2 separate regions of the Rattus norvegicus genome follow, and region 1 is linked to region 2. Evidence: chromatin contacts called from public Hi-C data. All regions are on one chromosome and are shown on one strand. Each heading gives the region's core, a stretch centred on a gene start, on an enhancer-like site or on the middle of the called end of the contact. The rest is flanking DNA. Distances are from core to core; before and after follow the strand shown. Region 1 holds the start of Ktn1 (kinectin 1). Region 2 has its middle 42 kb from the start of Ktn1.

Region 1 (4,862 bases), core at 1,130-3,629, 42 kb before region 2:
ACACACCCCTGGGAGAGAGGGAGAACTTCGCAGAATTCCCCCTAACTCTACAACCTGGTGGTGGGAGGGGCCGCACTCCGGGACAAGCGAGGGGCCATCCGCTCCAGCACCGCTCACATGTGGCCCACCCCGGGCCCAGGCGCCCGAGGCGTGGCGCTCCCTCCGGTCACCCTCTTCAGAGCCTTAATCCGCCCGCCAGCCCCGGGGCCTGCGAGCCGGGCTAAAAATAGGTTCCTCGGTCACCCCGCAGCCCGGTCGGGCCGACCTCGCCCTCAGAGGAGACGGCCCAAGAGCTCGGGCCACTCGCGGAGCTGGGGTCGGACCTGACGGCCGTGGGGAAATCGCCCAGCCGGAACCCTGGAGCCGGAACCTCCTCAGAGCGAGCCAGCGGCGGCGCGGCCTGGGCGGACGCTACACACTGCGACCCCCGGGCGGAGGCCTACCGGGCGAGCGCTCTCCCAACCCCTCGCCCCAGCGCACCGGAGTCCCCGGCCCTGCTCCTCACCCTGCGCAGCCGGGAACCAGGCCGGGACGACGCAGCGACGCGAGCTCTACCTCCGGGTCAGCGTGCTACGAGGCCCCGCCGCAGTAGCTCAGGTGCCGTCGCACCGCCCCGCAGGAAACGGGAGGCTTCGGGGCGGGGCGGCTCCGCACGTCCGGGCGTCGCGGCCAAAGGGACGCGGAGACCGGCCCCTTAAAGGGACAGGTCGGCGCAGCCGGCGGCCTGGAGATGCCCCGCGCTGTCCTGCAGAGACGCCACCCCTCAGCCTGGAAGTCCCTGAGGAATCCCTTCATCCACTCAGCCCTACTCTGCCTCTCCCAGTCAGCCTTGGTCTCACGTGACCCTCGCACAAAAGTACCACTTGGCCCCCGACACGGTTTAACCCTACTCCAAGTTGCAAGATATTGTGAGGCTGCAGTGCTGGTTGGCTGCTGGCCATTCCTTAGGCAAGGAAGGGTAAATAACTAGAAACTGCAGCGCTACGAGGGGTTGACCAGAATCCCTGCGTCTCTCTGCTCTTTGCTGTGAGGATGGAAGCTTTTTCTCCGGTGTTGCTTTTTAGTGTTTATTTTATTTTTTTATTAATCTGTCAGATAACACCAGTCACTACCCAGAACATATCTACAACATACTCTAAGCTCTCAAAAGTTACCAAATGACTGACACGCTTCTGAAGAGTGGGGTAGAGATGTAGAATCAGACTCACCATTACCCAGAGGCCATCCTTAAGGCTTTGAGCATCAAATAAGTCTCAACATTAACAGAGAATGTCCTTCTCTGGTTACAAAAGCGCTGCGCATCTATGAGTGTTCAAATGATTTCTGCCCAAGCTTTCCAGAGCTCTTCCAAAGCAGAAATGAAAACTGAAACCTATGTAGCAGCACCCCGATGAGGTGTTGAGAATTCCACCAGTGTCCAGTCACCACTTTCTCTATGGCGACATTCTCTCAGATTTTAATCCAAGGAGCTCGCTCTTTTTCCTTCTCCTAAGTATTACTCAGCACTCAGTAGCTCCAAGGCCAGCAAAACACTATTTCTGAGCTATTGTCTCCTGAGACTGTGATACTGTGAGTGCCAGAAGATTTGGCTTTGTTGGGAAGAGTGGCTATTAGTGGCTTAATACAAAGTGGAACTGTATCATTTCTGTAATGGCATTTAAAGTTTCTTGAATAGCTTACAAACAACTCTGTAATCGCGCCCCCGCCCCCCCCCCACAAAAAAGTTTCCAGTTAGAATTACTTTTTTTTCTATCTGACTTTAGGAAAAGGACACCATCATTTACACACAAATGATACTTGGGTTCGTTTGTAAGTTAGACAGCAGCACGAGTCTTTAGGGAAACATTATCCAAATGTCTTATAGTCAGTACAGAAGTATAAAAGTACCAACCACTTCTATTCTGCATGAACTTTGACTTTTCAAAGGGAGGAGCAGCTGGATGGTTCATCCTTTATAAACTTTCTAATTGCTCACATCAAAACAAAAAGATTTACTAGAAATGTTGCACATGGCAAGCCCTATTGGGATTTAAGACCAACCCTTAAGTTTTGAAGTATAGTAAAATGTAACATAATTAACTATAGTTAACACATGTAATTAACCTAAGCTATAATTAACTATGACGGCTGCTCACTACCCACCGATGTTGCTGAAACCCACAACTAACTTGCTAAAAGGGATTAGCACTCAGCATCTGAGTTAGCTCTTAAAACAATCAAAAATTAAACCTTATTGAAAACTATAAGGTATAACGTGGCTACCTAAAGACTATTTCTCTCCCCCCCCCCCCATTTGACAAAAGCATGGTTTACTGCTTTTAGCATGTAGCAATTTCCTTCCTTCTGGATTTTGGAAAAGATTTAAAGACATGCAATAAATTGAAAGATAAAGAGAAGTCTGTTCCTGTTTTGCCCATGTAGGCTTCCCAGACTCGGGGAGTTCTATAGAGATCTGAGTAACCTATGAGTAAGAAAGAGATTACTCTGGGAAGCCAGAGGTAGGCATAGAAGTAAAGCAGCTCACAGAACTGAGAGGGAGGATGTCAGGCCTGCCTTCATCTGAATAAGAGTAAGAAGGTTGTCAGAAACTCCAGCTGCAGATCTACAAGTAACCTGCTCTTAAACAAAGGAGCTGGTGCACAGATGGGGGCTAGTGCTGTACCCTTTCTTCTTAGGTAATCTTCTCAAGAATGCGGAATGCGAAGGCTTTTATAACAAAGAAGGTCACAGCCGGTTGCCACTCCTATGTCCCTATTGAATCTGGGAGGGCTCTCAGATGTGACAGAATTAACATTATGCCAAGTTTGGGGCCCACATCGTTCCACTCTCTTGGAGCCACTGATCTTAGAGCTCTAAGTTGCCTCTTAAGAAGTCCCACCCCTGGAGCTATGGTGGCACAAGCCCTTTAATCCCAGCTCCTGGGAGGCAGAGGCATGTGGATCTCTGAGGCCAGCCTGGCCTACAGAGAAAGTTCCAGGACTAAGGAGAGGAAACCAAAAACAAAAGAAACAAGGAAACTCCCCTCCATTGCTGAGAACCTTGAGACTAGATGTCGAGGAAAAGACTCAACTGGACCCCTAGTCTTTCAAGTAGCTTGCCCTTCCAAGATGCCATTGTCGAATGCACCCTCCATTCACCAGCGTTGGTTCAACAGTTTTAAGAGCTACCTTTTGGAAACGTCTATATATTGTTTGGGGAATGTCACACTTCTACGAAAAAATGAGGAGAGTCCAAGCTTTATTGCAAGTTGCTATTCTGTGAAGGCTATAAAATGATTTTTCTGGATGACAAGCCCCGTGTCACAGAGCTCTGACTGGCAGCCCCCTGGCATCCTAAGGGGCCTTCCTTCCTTCTATCAGTAACACTCCCCTGGCTCTCTTGTTCATATGCTCAGGCTGTCAGCGCTCCCTGCAGCTCTCTGCTCTCGTTCTCTCTCTCTAGCTCTCTCTGGCTCTCAGTTGTGTGAGAAGTACCCACTGATAGGTCATTTCTCCGCCAGTGAAATGGGCCAATTCAAGCCAGATTAGATTAGATTAAAGGCAGGTTTATTGAGAAGCTACTCTCCAGTGAGTCCACTGGCCCCAAGAATTGAGGGAAGTCGCCATGGGGTGGGGTGGGAGAGAGGAAAGATAGAGAAAAGGAGTACGTGAGGATCGAGACGCAGAGAGGAGGGAGAGAGGAAGGAGGGAGGGAGAGAGACAGAGACAGAGAGTGCACAATACTTCAGGGTTGGGACAGGACTTACCAGGTAGGGACTGGAGGATGCTTTGAGAACCTGGAGGCCAGGTCTGCTTTGATATGTAAAATATGCACCTCAGTACCTTGTCCCCCAGTGTCTGAAACTAAATATCCACTAGTGTGTTATCATTACCCATTTGATACCGGTCCCGGCAATTTGCTTCTGTACCCACAGCGGGGGTTCTGCAGCACTCCTCAGCAAAGTGACCAGTGACATTCCCAGCAACAAAGCACCTTAGAGTCATTTGGTGGAACCTCTCTGTCATGTGATACCACTGATTGTTTCTTGAAAAGCTCCTCAGGCTTTGACCTGTCACGTGACTTTTCTGAAATACAAGACAGCATAGCTTCTGAGATGGGAACCCACTTCCCAGCAGAAAGACTCATGCTATAGCTAAGGCCTGAAGTATTTACCAGAAGTAGCTAACACGAGGGATGGAGTGATGGGAAGTGGCTGTTAGAGACCCATTTCTGGTGATTGAGCAGGAGAGATCATGGCTTGCAGCACTGAAATTTTGCTGTACAGGAGCAAGATAAGCTCCAGAGCTGCCAATTGCAGTCAGAGAGTGCAAGAGACACAGACCCCTGAAGTCACTACAGGAGTAGGAGAGAGAGAGAGAGAGAGAGAGAGAGAGAGAGAGAGAGAGAGGAGAGAGAGAGGAGAGAGAGAGAGAGAGACACCCAGGGAATGTAAGGTGGAGTTTAATGGCACTTGAAGCCAGAAAGAGGCTTTCTGGGTTGTTAAACATGCTTCTTGTATCCCCTCTGCTTAAACAGCAATATGTACATAAGAATTGTAATGTCTCCAGCCACATTACAAGGAGTCCAAGACAGATAAAAGCTTATTCCAATGAGATCTGTGGCCTTTATGTAATACCGTAGCTGGCTAGCTGATGCTCGCACAGGAAGGCACGGTTCTAGAGCAGAGGTAGTAACTGTGGCTGCCAGCATGTCTCAAAGGGTTTCATGGCTGCCTTGGGCATTTCTACAAATCAGCTCTGTTTTTTTCTTTGTTTTTGTGGGATTCACTACATAACCCCCGATTGCTATCCAGTGTGTTGGCCCCCAAGTGCTGCTGTACAAGTGTGTACCACACTTTTTAAATAATATTAATACATATTCAT
Region 2 (5,093 bases), core at 1,380-3,879:
GCTAATACTCTTCGTGACTTTATTTTTCCATGGACTTCCATGACTGAGAATCTGTGGTAGAAACACATTGAGATTTGAGTTGGAAATCTGTCTCTTGGGGGAGGATTTGTGTTTGGTTCGTAGATGCTCCGTGCCCTTAGCAGTCAGTAATAGCAGGCAGTGTCTATCGGGAGGTTTTCAGAACGTGTGTGTAGGTAGTACCCACTGGGACTGCAGAGTCACGTAAAGGCTGGCTGTGAGTGTGATTTCTTTCCCTTCCATCCAGTCTCATTGAGGATGCACTTGGTTTTGGTCCTGTGGTTCAAGTTTCCTGCAGTGGCTCTACTAGATGCTCCACCCTTGATGAGCCCTGAGCTTCCTCCCTGGTGCACTCATGGTTTTCAAGCCTCGAGTTCAAGGCTACCGGAATTCAGCATTTGTCCTTGGTGTAAAGACTGCACCACTTGCAGCTCTGATATCCACCTTTGCCTTGGGCTTCTAAAAACAGCTGCTCAGTGAGTGCCAGGACAGCCAAGACTCAACCTCCTCACGCACACCCCGAGGAGTTTGAACTTTGTATTGCTTTTAAAGATTGGTTTTGTTATTTTTTTTTTAATTGTGTGTAGGTTTGTGAGTTTCTGCACGTGGGTATGTTCACATTGCGTTCAAGTGCCCGCAGGGCCCAGAGGTGCCATATTCCTTGGAACTTAAGTTTCAGAGAGTTATGAGCCTCCTGACGTGGGTGCTGGGAACAAAACTCAGGTCCTCTGGAAGAACAGAACGTGCTCTTAAACACTGAGCCATCTCTCTAGCCCCAGTTTTGCATTATTGTAAAGACTTATTTTAAGTCCTTTTCTATATAAATGAAAAGAAAGATAAAAAGCACACTGGTTTGGGGATGTCAAGAAGGCTCAGTGGATAAAACACTTGCCATGGAGCTGCAGTACCCGAGTTCCAACCCGAGACACACACAGTGGAAGGAGAAAACTAAGTCACAAGGTATCCTTTTGACCTCCCAAATTTGCCATCTCCCTCTCCCTCTCCCTGAACCTCCCCAACCCCCTTTCTCTGTCAGAGGACAGTTTCAGGAGTCAGTTTGATCTTTCCCAGCAGGTGGGTCCTAGGGATTAAACTCAGGTCATCAGGCTTGGCAGCCATCTCTCAAAAAGTTAATCTTCGGAGATTTTTACCTCAATTGAGGCACTAAAATGCCAGAGCATCTTGTCTGGAATTTGGCATGTGTTCATGACATACACGTGTAAAGGCAGTTGAAAATAAAATGCCTGTGTGGTGATTTTTAATTAAGCTCATTCCAGAGGATCCTCACACCGGGCACTCATCGGTGTTTAACAAACAGTTCAGTCACAGTGAAGGTTTGGGAACATCCACCCCTCACTGCTGTAAGGACACCTCCCAAAGGCGAGAGCTCGGAAACGAGGACGTGAAAGAACCAGAGGCATGCTGGGTCACAGTCAGCTCACGGTCTCATCTGCTGTATGGAGCAGGGATGGCTTTTCTTGATGAGGGACTACACACTGACCTGGAACTCACATTCACACACTGAAGGATCAGAGAAGCAGTGCCCAGCTGGCCTGGGTTTGATTTGCCTTCGTGCTTCCTATGTATTGAACATTGTATTGGAAAGCTGTCCCATGCTGTTACTTCTCTATTTCTGTGAAGAGATACCATGACCGAGACAACTCATATGAAAGAAAGCATCCTGTTGGTGTTCGCTTACAGTTTCAGGAGGTGAGTAGAGTCCATGGCCACTGTGATTGGGAGTAAGGTAGCAGGCAAGCATGGTGCTGGGCCAGTAGCTAAGAGGTTACACCTGGTTCCCAAGTAGGAAGCAAGAGACCGGGCCTGACATGGGCTTTTGAAAGTTCAAAGTTCACCTCCCAGGGACATATATCCTCTCACAAGGCCGCACCTCCTAATGGATCTCAAAACATTTCCACCAAACCTTGGACCAAGTCTTCAACCGTAGGAGCCTATGAAGGCCATTCTCATTCAAACTGCCATAGTGACCTTTCCAAAGTGAAGTCATGTTCACCGGATCTGGGTGGACATGTCTCTTTAAATAACTGTGTTTTAAATAACTGTGAACTTCAGGAGTTTGCTCTACGCTGCCTCCTCTGGGAAGTGTAGCCTGCCATCCAGCCTCAGCTACCGTTCTTTCCTAGACTCCGCTGGGACTCTTCCCTGAACTCACTGAGTGTTGTCGGTCAGCAGAGCTTGTCTCTGGGTGAGTTGCTTCACTCCCACAGATCTCTTTCCCCTCCTCTGTAATATTTATTTTTCCTTCCCCAGCCCCAGCTTGCAGAATGAGGACTCTGAGGCTCATTCTGTATTATTAGGTGTCTTGGCCATAAGCTTTCACTCACTCCCTGGCTAGCTCATAACTTATTTAACCCATTGAGACTTTTCTACGTCTAACACATGGTCAGTTACCTCTTCTTCGGGTCCAGCCTGCTCCTTTCTTTGACTCTCCCTCAGTGTTTCCCTAGTGTCTTGCTAGAATCTCCTGCCTCTCCTTTTACTCTCTTACTGTTTCCCAAAATACCCTCTCTTCCCATCAGTGTCCCACCTCCTATTTCCTGCCTCTCAGCTCATTGGCCATTGGCGTTTTTATTGACAGGCGATGCTTACAAGAGACTCCACAGAACACATATGAGTATTTTGCCCGCACGAATGTCTGTGCATTGCTGGTGCCTGAGGAGGCCAGAGAAGGTTGTTGGATCCTCTGGAACTGCAGTTACACTTAAGTTGTGTGTAAAAAAAAAAAAAAATCTTGTCTTTAGTTTTATGTGAAACCAAGCCATTAATTATCCTTGGGAATTCGAATTCGGGCAGTGTTTCACGGCCGGTGTGCACACCTACCTGCATAGTTGAAAACTGTGGCTTTCCGTGGTGACTCAGGTGCCGAGCTGCCGTGGTGACTCAGGATTTTCAGCAGATGACTAAGGTGTGTGTCTGTGGTGGGGGGAAGGTTATGCCAAAGTAAGCTCAAGCCTCTTACTCTTCCGGCGCCCTCGCTCTACCCAGCCACCCAAAAGGAGAAAGGGGGCTTCCCAGGCAGCGAGGAGTTCTGAGATTAAGCAATTATTAAAAGGGCAAGAACTCACTTAATTTTGATCTCGAAAAGACTTCCAGGCAATGCGTAAATCAACCTTCATATTCTTGTGATATAAAATCCCTGTCTGGAAACTGACAGCTCAGGGCAGACTTAATTAGAACCATGTCTTTGCTCCCAGGAAAAAAACAAGGCTTCACCAAGCAAAACTGTCACCGGATTAAAAACTGTCCTCCAGGGCTGGAGAGATGGCTCAGTGGTTAAGAGCACCGACTGCTCTTCCCGAGGTCCTGAGTTCAAATCCCAGCAACCACATGGTGGCTCACAACCATCTGTAATGAGATCTGATGCCCTTGTCTGGTGTGTCTAAAGGCAGCTACAGTGTACTCATATATAATAAATAAATAAATAAATAAATAAATAAATAAATAAATAAATAAAATATTTAAAAAAAAAAAAACTGTCCTCCAGTGGCCGGCCTCACCACATTTATGCAGGTTCTTGGTTCTCCAGTATTTCCTAGGCCAAAGAAACCTGCCTCCAACATCAACAGTGGTCAAGGTGCTATGCGTGAGATGCACGTACCCAGACTAGCTGCTGTAAACAGAACCCGACGGTATACACTGCACAGACAGACCTGCATTAATAACACAGTAACTAATCCGATGTATTTGAAGAAGTAGCTTCTGGTTCCCTACCCTGGGATGTACTCACACCCCTCCTGCTCTGATCCCCAAAACATGTTCGGTTTGTCAAACCGGAAGCTCTTTCTTTCGTCGAGAGGAAGGAGCGCCCCCTAGTGAAAGTCTTTCCTAACATTTCTTTAACACTCCAGGTCCATCTACAGTTCTTTTGCTATTGATTTCTGGTAAATAGTTCTTCGGGATTTTAGGGAGCCATGAGGTGTTCTGATACGTGTATACATTGTACAATGATAAAATCACTGTAAGGAGGGCTGGAGAGATGGCTCAGCGGTTAAGAGCACCCGACTGCTCTTTCAGAGGTCATGAGTTCAATTCCCAGCACATGGTGGCTCACAACCATCTGTAAAGAGATCCGATGCCCTCTTCTGGTGTATCTGAAGACAGCTACAGTGTACTTATATATAATAAATAAATAAATCTTTAAAAAAAAAATCACTGTAAGGAGCATAGATAGCTATCACCTCAAATGTTCATTACTCATTTCTGGTGAAAAGTCCAAAATTTTCTAAAATTTTGAAATATTCGTGATTGTTAACTGTAGTTACCCTAGGGTACAGTAAAATAACGAAATTTATTCCTTTTTTAAAAATATTTTTAAAGATTTACTTATTTATTATATATAAGTCCACTATCACTGTCTTTTTTTTTTTTTTCCTTTTCTTTTTTTTCGGAGCCGGGGACCGAACCCAGGGCCTCGCGCTTGCTAGGCAAGCGCTCTACCACTGAGCTAAATCCCCAACCCCCACCGTCACTGTCTTACAGACACACCAGAAGAAGGTGTCAGAGCCCATTACAGATGGTTGTGAGCCACCATGTGGTTGCTGGGAATTGAACTCAGGACCTCTGGAAGAGCAGCCAGTGCTCTCAACCACTGAGCCATCTCTCCAGCCCATGAAACTTATTCCTATTTATTTGTAATTTTGTACTTTGTTGAAGGGACATCCCTATTTTTCTTTCTAGAGTCCAGGCCTAAAACTTATGTGACTGTGACTTGAAAGTCTGAGGCCTGGGGTTGGGGATTTAGCTCAGTGGTAGAGCGCTTGCCTAACAAGCACAAGGCCCTGGGTTCGGTCCCCAGCTCCGAAAAAAAGAAAGTCTGAGGCCTGATGCCCAGAAACCTTTAGCTATTGTCTAAGAGTTGCAAAAAAAAAAAAAAAAAAAAAAAAAAAAAAAAAAAAAAAAAAGAAGAAGAAGAACCCAGTGGTTCCAGAGTGTGTGTGTGTGTGTGTGTGTGTGTGTGTGTGTGTGTGCGTGCATGAGTACCTGTGAGTGTATGCATGTATGCATTCGTGAGGAGATGCTTGTGCAAACAAGTATATGCACATCTATGTGGAGGC

Evidence for each region. A called contact is a pair of places that touch in the nucleus more often than the background predicts.
Region 1: a contact with region 2 is called in a Hi-C map of the A7r5 cell line, with 2.2 times the contacts expected there. The contact joins the promoter of Ktn1 here to the enhancer-like site in region 2. A contact is called at or near these places in 3 of 12 Hi-C or Micro-C datasets (the A7r5 cell line, the Rat2 cell line and mammary epithelial cells).

What each region holds. Positions count from the first base shown.
Region 1 is chr15:23,390,087-23,394,948 of GRCr8, reverse strand. Ktn1 (kinectin 1) reads right to left here and starts at 2,379. Exons shown (of 41, transcript XM_063274792.1): 1 at 1-2,379.
Region 2 is chr15:23,348,472-23,353,564 of GRCr8, reverse strand. No RefSeq gene overlaps it. Among named protein-coding and RNA genes, the nearest start is that of Ktn1, 42 kb to the left of the region's middle. Within about 2 kb of position 2,629, at least 3 of the 93 cell types and tissues checked have an H3K27ac peak or open chromatin away from gene starts, as enhancers often do. A contact at or near this core is called in the A7r5 cell line, where this site is marked.